Regions from separate parts of the Mus musculus genome. Here region 1 is linked to region 2. A link is a contact called in public HiChIP or PLAC-seq data. All regions are on one chromosome and are shown on one strand. Each heading gives the region's core, a stretch centred on a gene start, on an enhancer-like site or on the middle of the called end of the contact. The rest is flanking DNA. Distances are from core to core; before and after follow the strand shown. Region 1 has its middle 76 kb from the start of n-TEttc7. Region 2 has its middle 7.1 kb from the start of n-TEttc7.

Region 1 (4,129 bases), core at 440-2,939, 82 kb before region 2:
GGCCAAGAAGTGGGAGTGTGTGGGTAGGGGAGTGGGTGGGGGGAGGATATGCCGGACTTTTGGGATAGCATTGGAAATATAAATGAAAAAAACCTAATAAAAGAAAAAGAAAAAAGTGAAAATGCTTATTTTGACTCTATTTCTTACTCTATTTCTTTTGGGGCTGTGAGGAGTCAGTGCATCATTGTGGTGTCATATGGTCAGGAAAGTACTAACTACATGGTAGCTAGAAAGCAAAGTGAGAAGAAAGACCATAGTCCTACAGGCAGCTTCAGGGGCATGCCCTTAGACCAAGTGTCCTAATGTACTCCATCTATAAGCCCCACCTCCTACTACCTACCAATAGTCCCAAAGTCTTGAGATCAAGCCTTTAACACAGGGCTTCTAGAGGCAGTGGTTCAGTTCTCCAACCCACAAAAATGCAGAAGCCATGCTACTCTGAACACAGCTGAGCACATTTCACTTGACTGTAGCTTAGAACCATAACTAAATTCCTGCAAGCCAAGAGGATGCACAGGGATTGTAAGAAGCATGGAGATTAATTTTAGAGTAATGATGATGATGACGACGATGACATGAAGACAACGATGATGGCAGCGGCGATGTGTGTGTGTGTGAGTGTGTGTGTGTGTGTGTGTGTGTGTGTGTGTGTATGATTAGATTTGGGGTGCTAATCCATACCAGAAATCTCAGCATTCAGAAAACAAAGGCAAGAGGATCACCCATGAGTTCAAGGACAGCTTGGTCTACATTGTCTTGAAAAAACAAAACAAAATTTGTGAGAGAATTTTAAAAAAATTTCCTGTAGGTTATAAATGCATAAGGAGGTTAAGAATGATAAAATTAACATTTATTAAATGATAACTTGAAATATTAGCAACATAATAAAACAAAAACTTTCCAGGGTGAGTTCATACAGAACTTTGCCTCCCTTAGGAATAGACACACCTGTGCTTGTTTGAATGAAAATGGTCCCGACTGGCTCATAGTAAATGGCATTACTTGAAAGGATTGGGACAATTGGCCTTGTTGCAGTACGTTGTGACATTGATGGAAGAAGTGTGTCACTGGGCATAAGCTTTGAGGTTTCAAAAGTTCAGACTTTTCCTGCTGCCTGTGGATCCAGGTGTAGAATTCTCAGTTAACTGGCCAGCACCATGTCTGCCTGCATGCCACCATGCTTCCTGCCATGACAATGGTGGACATAACCTTTAGACTGAAAGCCAGCCCCAATGAAATGTTTTTCATCATAAGAATTTTTGTGGTCATGGTGCCTCTTCATAGCAATAGAAATCCTAATGAAGACAACATCTTTCTTGAATCCTGAGCATGTTGTTGTCATTCATAATCTTGTTTGGAGCATTCTTGCAATCCATTCTTTGTTCCTTAGCACACAGAAAGGCAATGTTTTACCTGAGTGTGGTCTCCTGATGACTTTCCTCCCAAGGGAATTTCTGAATAACCAACTAGGCACATTTTCAACTCCAGAATACGTTAAGTGAACATCGCTGGCTCCGTGTGCTCACACTCTTCAGTGTGACTCACTTGCTACCAGGACACTCTGTGAGGAACACAGTCTTTCTAGCTTGGAGGAAGTCATTGACTTTTATTTCCTTAATGTCACCTCAGGTCTCTGCTGTGTTATTGTTAGTGAACTGAACAAGGGTTTCTCAGAGAGAATTAGCTGTACAGTCATCTCCCAAACCGTATAACTGTCAAATCACATCCTGTCTAGGGTTGCCTATTGCCTAACAATAGAAAAAGTTCTATTAACTCCACTTTGATTTCACTTTCCAAGTAGAACCTCAGATACTTGCTCAGAGATTACGGCCAGCTGGGCCCTTTGTCTTCACACTTATCTCATTTGTTGCAACTCATCAGGGCTGGAGTCATACTTCTGGTTTACAACCACCAACTGAACATAGCTTTTTCTACAGAATCTCTTTGTAAAAATTATGAGTATTTCCCTCTAAACAGTGAAAAATTTTGTCAGCCTCCAATGGTTTATTTGGTTCCCTGTTTATTTACGAGGAGACATTTCTAAACCAGTTTTGGGAGGTGAAGATTTTATCGATGTTTTGGGCAAATCCTTGATATATATTGAAATATGTGCACAAGTTCATTTAAGATAAAAATATATAAAACATAAAATCTCCCCTCATCCTGGTTACTCCCCCTAGTATAATAGGGAATACGGCAGGCTTTAGTATGTTTCTTTACTTTTGACTTTCATTTTGATTTTTACTTGATATACAGTAATCACACATGCACTGTGGTGGTGGTGTACACAAGTGTATCGTGGAACAGTCAGGTCACCATAACTGGCATTTCTGTCACCTCGAATACCTGCCACTTCCCCACGTGGTAACACTGAAGTGCTTCCAATGAGCTGTTCTGAAACATTCCTTTGACTGTGGCTGACTGCAAGTATCCTGTGTGCTATTGAATGTGGAAAGCTATTGTCCATTACTCACCCTCTCTCTGTTCCATCATTGCTTTTCTTTATTTTTTTTTAAAAACATGTAAGAGTATCTGATACCCTGTAATTGGAGTTACACTTACAGCTGTGGGCATCCATGTCTGATGCTGGGAACCCCTTGGGATTTAAATGAGAATGACCCCATAGACTCACAGGTTTGAATGCTTAGTCATGGGGGTGGGACTGTTGAAAAGATTAGAAGGTATGGCCTTGTGGGAGAAAGTGTGTTACTTGGGGTGGGCTTTGAGGTTCTTTAGAACCTAAGTGGGTCACTGTCTCTTTCTGTTGCCTGTGGATCCAGATTCTCTCTGCTCCTTCTCCACACCATGTCTGCCTGTGTGCCATCATGCTTCCTACCAGGGAGATAATGGAATAATCCTCCAAAAATGTAAGCAATCCCTAATAAATGTTTCCCATTATAATGTTTTGCTTATGGCGTCTCTTCACAGCAATCGACCATTGACTATGATAGAACCAAACCCTGTTCCTCTGCAAAGGCAACAAGTGCTGTTAACTGCTGAGCTTCCTGTCCAGACCAAATCCTTGCTTTGTTATGATTATCATGCATATAATTATACCTTCAATTGATGATTCACCACCCAGATTGCCTAGCTTGGCATGTCCAACCAATATAAACTCAATAATATCTTCATTTTTTTTTTTTTTTTTACTCAGCTAATTCCTGAGTTTTGCCCTTATGCTGTCAAACAGAATAATTAATTTGTTTACCCCTCTTGGGTGACAGTCCTTTAATTAATTATTATAATATATTCATATGTTCAACTTTTGGGGTGGATGTTTGGTCTGCTCTGGCATCTTCTTTCTTTCAAATAAAGAACTGCTGTCTTCTCTTGTCCTCCCTTCTCCTCTGACTCCCCATATCACTCTATCTCTTATCCCTTCCCCTCTCTTGCTCTCCCTATTCTTTTCCTCCTAATTCTCCTTCCTTCGCCCTTTCTCTCCTCCCCTTTCCTCTCTTCTTTCTCAATATTGAGTACTGGGCAACACATCAATCCCTGTCTTCTATGTGACATCTAGCATTAAAAAATGATTTTTTTCTTGTTCATACACTTATGTTTAGATTTACTTGGTCTTTAATCCACCTACCCACGACCTTTAATTTTCTTGTGTGTGTGCATGCATGCTGTGAAACAGGGTTCAATTAATTTTTTATCAAAGGCACTATTTATATCACATTTATTTTCACTGACAGACAAGTCTGCAGGAAATCGAGCTCTGAATATGTGTCTGTTTCTAGGCAACATGTTCTTTCCATTTATCACATGTCTGGCCCTGTGCAGTGCTACTCTGCTGTAACTATAGCTTTGTCGTTTTCTAGGTTCTATGACTTTGGGAATGCCAAAGATATCTATAGCTTTTGCAATCATTTCTGTGAATTTCTATAGTCAGCTTCTCAAAATATACATTAAAAGAGGAAAATTAATGTAATTTCAATAGGAATTGTAATGAATATTACAGATTAACTTGGGAAAAACAAACATCTATGATATAAAGAACTTAAATTCATGAATTTATGCAGTTTCAATTTTTTAAAACTGCAGTTTAGTGTATTAGTTCGGGATCTTTAGAGAACCAGAAGTAATAGAATACACACACACACACACACACACACACACACACAGTCACACA
Region 2 (4,118 bases), core at 32-2,531:
ATCTCATGTGGTTAGTCCTAAATATGTATCCGTAAAGAAACACTAAATGGATGCCATGAGATATGACTTACATTTGTATAAGCACAGACCAAAACAAGTCCATTTGTCACTCACAAAACACCACGTGTCCTTTCCTTGGCTAAGATTAGCAACTACAAATCCTTGTCAGTTTACATCACGTGGGTCTCTAGTTTGTTTGATTTTCCTATAAACTAAATTATTTGAAACCCTCCATTGTAGAATGTCCTCCACTCTCAAGTGGTATCAGAAGACAGCAGTCTTCTGCTTCTTTAGGTTTTTCCTTAACTTACCCAATCAGAAGCTGAATCATGTAGCTCATTTCTAGCCCTGCTAGCTAACACCCCCCACCCCCGTTTCTATATTGTATACACTCCCTTCACTGTACCTAGTCATCAACCTTTGTTAAAGCAAGTGTGACCTGCTGGTCCTTCATTAAATCACAGTGGCATAACACAGCCGAGGCAGCCTCAGTGCTGCACTGCTCTTACCTAAGCAGGTCTCCAATATTTCATAGGAAGCTTTTAGTATTGGGTTTATTTTGTTTTCTTGTGTGTTAGGATGTAGGAAAAATTTAAATTATACTTATTTATTTGCTTACTTGGGCTTTTTGTTTGTTTATTGATTTATTGTTGGGAAGGAGACTGGGAAGCATGCTAGTACCATTGCACCTATGAGGAAGTCAGAAGACAAGCCTCTGAAGTTGGTACTATCATTCCATCAGAAGAGTCCAGGGGACCAAACTCAGGTCATGTGCCTTGCCACCAAGCACCTTTACCCTCTAAGGCATTTAACTGACTAGTAATTTTTACTTACTCATCCTTAGTTGTATTTTTTCTGTCTCAGCATTGCATTCTAGCATGTAACATGTGGTAGTCTAATACCCTTTTTCCAGCATGTGTATCTTGGACCCACGATGGAGATGCTTCATCTGTACACTTACAAGTACTGAGAGAGTAAAATTTTTCCTAAGTAGGATCCTGAGGAGTAGGTTAGCCTAGGATCATCTCAAATCTTTAGCCTTTTTTTTTTTGTATGCCTGAAGTTTGTGCTTTTTGGAACTTTGTTAGAAAGCTTCTAATTACAAAAGCTTAACTTTACCAACTTCCTAAGATTAAGAGCACACAGGAACCACTACTGCAGACACACAGTATTCTTGGTATAATTGTACCTGCCCCATACTCAGATTCTGGTTCATGTTTTGTCTGCCCAACTCTAACTCTCACTCTGGGCGCATCTTTTTGTCATAGTTTCACTAAGATGACTCAAACCACAGTGCCAACCTCAAGAAACCGTTGGCATACACAAAGTATTCATCTGAGAAGCACTTCAGAATAGGAAGAAAGCCTTGGCTGATAGGAAAAAGTGGCTCCCACACAGGTCCTTCTGAAACAGCTAAGCTGATGAAAACTGTGGAAGATGACCCACTATGAAACATGTTTAAAAAACAAATATTTCTGAAGACTCACTATGTCTTTGCTGACAACTGTAAGCCTTTTATTCCAGACATGACTGTAAATAATATATTGTCCAATGAGTCTCTGCTCTGGATTTACATTGTGCAAATCTAGACACTGAATTGAAAAAAAAAACTTTACAAGAGATTTGCTTAAAAGAGAGCTGGCTGAGTTTCACAAGGGAGGCATTTCTCCTCTCATCTTAGTCTTGTGGGCGTTTTGATCTTATGTCTTGATGCTCTCAGAACCCCCATTCTGTCAAAACAGGCTTTCAGAAGCTCTTTGCTGAAGCCATATAAATGACTTTCCTCTTTCTTTCAGAAGAAAGATACATTTTTATTTTTAATTATGGTGCTGGGGATCACTCCAAGGGTGTGGGGAAGATAAGTACTCCAGCACGCAGACACATCTTCACTGACTCTCGGTGCCTTTCTGAAGGCTATTTCTCATCTTTCTTCTCCCTTATGAGAAACTTGATACTGTAACTTGCCAAAAGCGATTCATTTCTTCTCAGTACACTCTAAGAGCTTTAATACAGCTATATTGTATACAAACATGTCTTAAGAAAAGAAGAATAAAAGTTTTCATATTATCTTCTCCCATGTACAAAGTCCATAGGCATTATGATAATAGAAATTACTACCGAGAGACAATAAGAGAATATTCACCAGGTAGTGGTGATGCACGCCTTTAATCCCAGCACTGGGGAGACAGAGGCAGCCAGATTTCTGAGTTGGAGGTCAGCTTGGTCTACAGAGTGAGTTCCAGGACAGTCAGGGCTACACAGAGAAACCCTGTCTCAAAAAACAACACCAAAAAAAAAAAAAAAAAAAAAAAGAAAGAAAGAAAGAAAGAAAGAAAAAGAAAAGAAAGGAAAGGAAAAGAAAAGAAAGACAAGAATATTCACTCTTAAAGAAAAACTTTGAGTCTGGAGAGATAGTTCAGAGGTTAAAACACTGGCTGCTCTTCCAGAAGGCTTAGGTTCAAATCCTAGTACGCACACGACAGCAAATAACTGTACTTCCCAAGAATGCCATGCCCTCTTCTGGACTCCAAGCACACCATAAGATTCACAGACACACATACTATTTTTGTGACTTACTCAAAGTTTAAAGTTTCATGTGTGAATTATTATTCAGTTGCACACAATGGCTTATCTCACCCCAATTTATCTTCCTTTGCCTTTGGTTTTCCCTCTTTTTCCTCCTGATTCTTTCTTAAGGTTTGATATTGTGAAATTAAGACTCACTAATTTCAGAGGAGAGAGGCTGGAGGTTAAATATTATCGCCCAAAGCTGGCGATTCCTTCAACCATGCATATGTAGTCAAGTCTCCACAAGAATCCACTAGATATGACCATGCAGCTCAGTGGTAGAATGTGCAGTATGCACAAGGCCCCTGATTTTATCCCCATCACTGTAGAGAAAAAGAAAAAGAAAACCAAAACAGCATCACCCTCCATCCCCCCTCACACCACCAATAAAAACCCCAAAGTAAAGGGTTTACCACTTTTCTATTATCTCTTTCTATGCACCCTCTGCAGCATCCTTTATAATAAATGGAATTCTCTGAGCCTGTCTAGCATATTAATTGAACCCAAGAAGGGAGCTATACTAATTCTAGTTTAAAGCTGGTGAGGTGGGTCAAGTACACAGGTGAAAACAGCATAGGCTATCAGCTGGTACCTTCATGAGGAGGGTAGATTTTGGGAGCCAATGTTACCTCTTGGTCAATGGTATTAGAACTGACTTGAATTGGTGGCTTCAATGAGGATATTTTTCTTCTTACAAGAAATATCATTGTGTACTATTTAATTATTTATTACATATATTTGTGTACTTCCTTGATTTTCCACAATATGACACACTAGTCTTATCTTATATACTTCCCATATCAGTCTCTGAAGCAACCTTTCTCCAAGGAACTCTAGTCCCATATAATGGAGAATAGAACCCAAAACTAAGACCTGGGTGCTATATGTGCTCTATGCCTCTAGACTCTTTTTCCTGAAAAAGCAAGGAAGCTCAAATATTCACAACACTAGTATGTTCCCACAAAGCTATCACTATTTTATGCTATCAACCTATATGGAGCTAAGTATGACTTAACACCGACTCTCCAAATTGAATCTATCATCTGTGGCTCATTTTAGCCTCATCCCATTTCTTACACTGTCCTTTCATCTTCTAGAGTGCCTTGGTTTAAATCCAAACACCCACAATTGTAACTAACAATTGTCTATAACTATAGTTCCCAAGGATGCTATGACCTTTTCTGGCCTCCAAGGGCAGCAAACAATATATATGTTGCACAGACATGCATTCAGGTAAAATATTCATGCACATAAAATGAAATAAAACTAAAAAGAAAAATGTTGGCACACCACCCTCCTTAACAACTCCTTAATAACAATGTTCATGAATGCAGTAACTTCTTATTTAGCTAGCACCTAATCCACTGGAATATAATATTACAAGTACAACATTTATAATATCACCATGCAGAATACTGAACCTCTTCCAGATGTTTATGCCATGAGCCTTACCTCTTCCATTCATTTCTACAATGATTCAGGGCAGTGGTTCTAGCTCTCTGCAGTGATGTGACATGTAGGATTGGCTTTCTTTTATCATGGTGCACTTT

Evidence for each region. HiChIP or PLAC-seq counts read pairs in DNA pulled down with a chosen protein or histone mark.
Region 1: a contact with region 2 is called in a BATF HiChIP or PLAC-seq map of CD8 T cells, with 14 read pairs. The contact joins two enhancer-like sites. A contact is called at or near these places in 1 of 15 datasets of contacts at CTCF or cohesin (CD8 T cells), 5 of 484 Hi-C or Micro-C datasets (CD8 T cells, Th1 cells, cortical neurons and 1 more) and 3 of 115 datasets of contacts at active chromatin or transcription factors (CD8 T cells, effector CD8 T cells and memory CD8 T cells).

The regions. Positions count from the first base shown.
Region 1 is chr7:58,472,966-58,477,094 of GRCm38.p6, reverse strand. No RefSeq gene overlaps it. Among named protein-coding and RNA genes, the nearest start is that of n-TEttc7, 76 kb to the right of the region's middle. Within about 2 kb of position 1,689, at least 24 of the 459 cell types and tissues checked have an H3K27ac peak or open chromatin away from gene starts, as enhancers often do. A contact at or near this core is called in CD8 T cells, effector CD8 T cells and memory CD8 T cells, where this site is marked.
Region 2 is chr7:58,390,159-58,394,276 of GRCm38.p6, reverse strand. No RefSeq gene overlaps it. Among named protein-coding and RNA genes, the nearest start is that of n-TEttc7, 7.1 kb to the left of the region's middle. Within about 2 kb of position 1,281, at least 25 of the 459 cell types and tissues checked have an H3K27ac peak or open chromatin away from gene starts, as enhancers often do. A contact at or near this core is called in CD8 T cells, effector CD8 T cells and memory CD8 T cells, where this site is marked.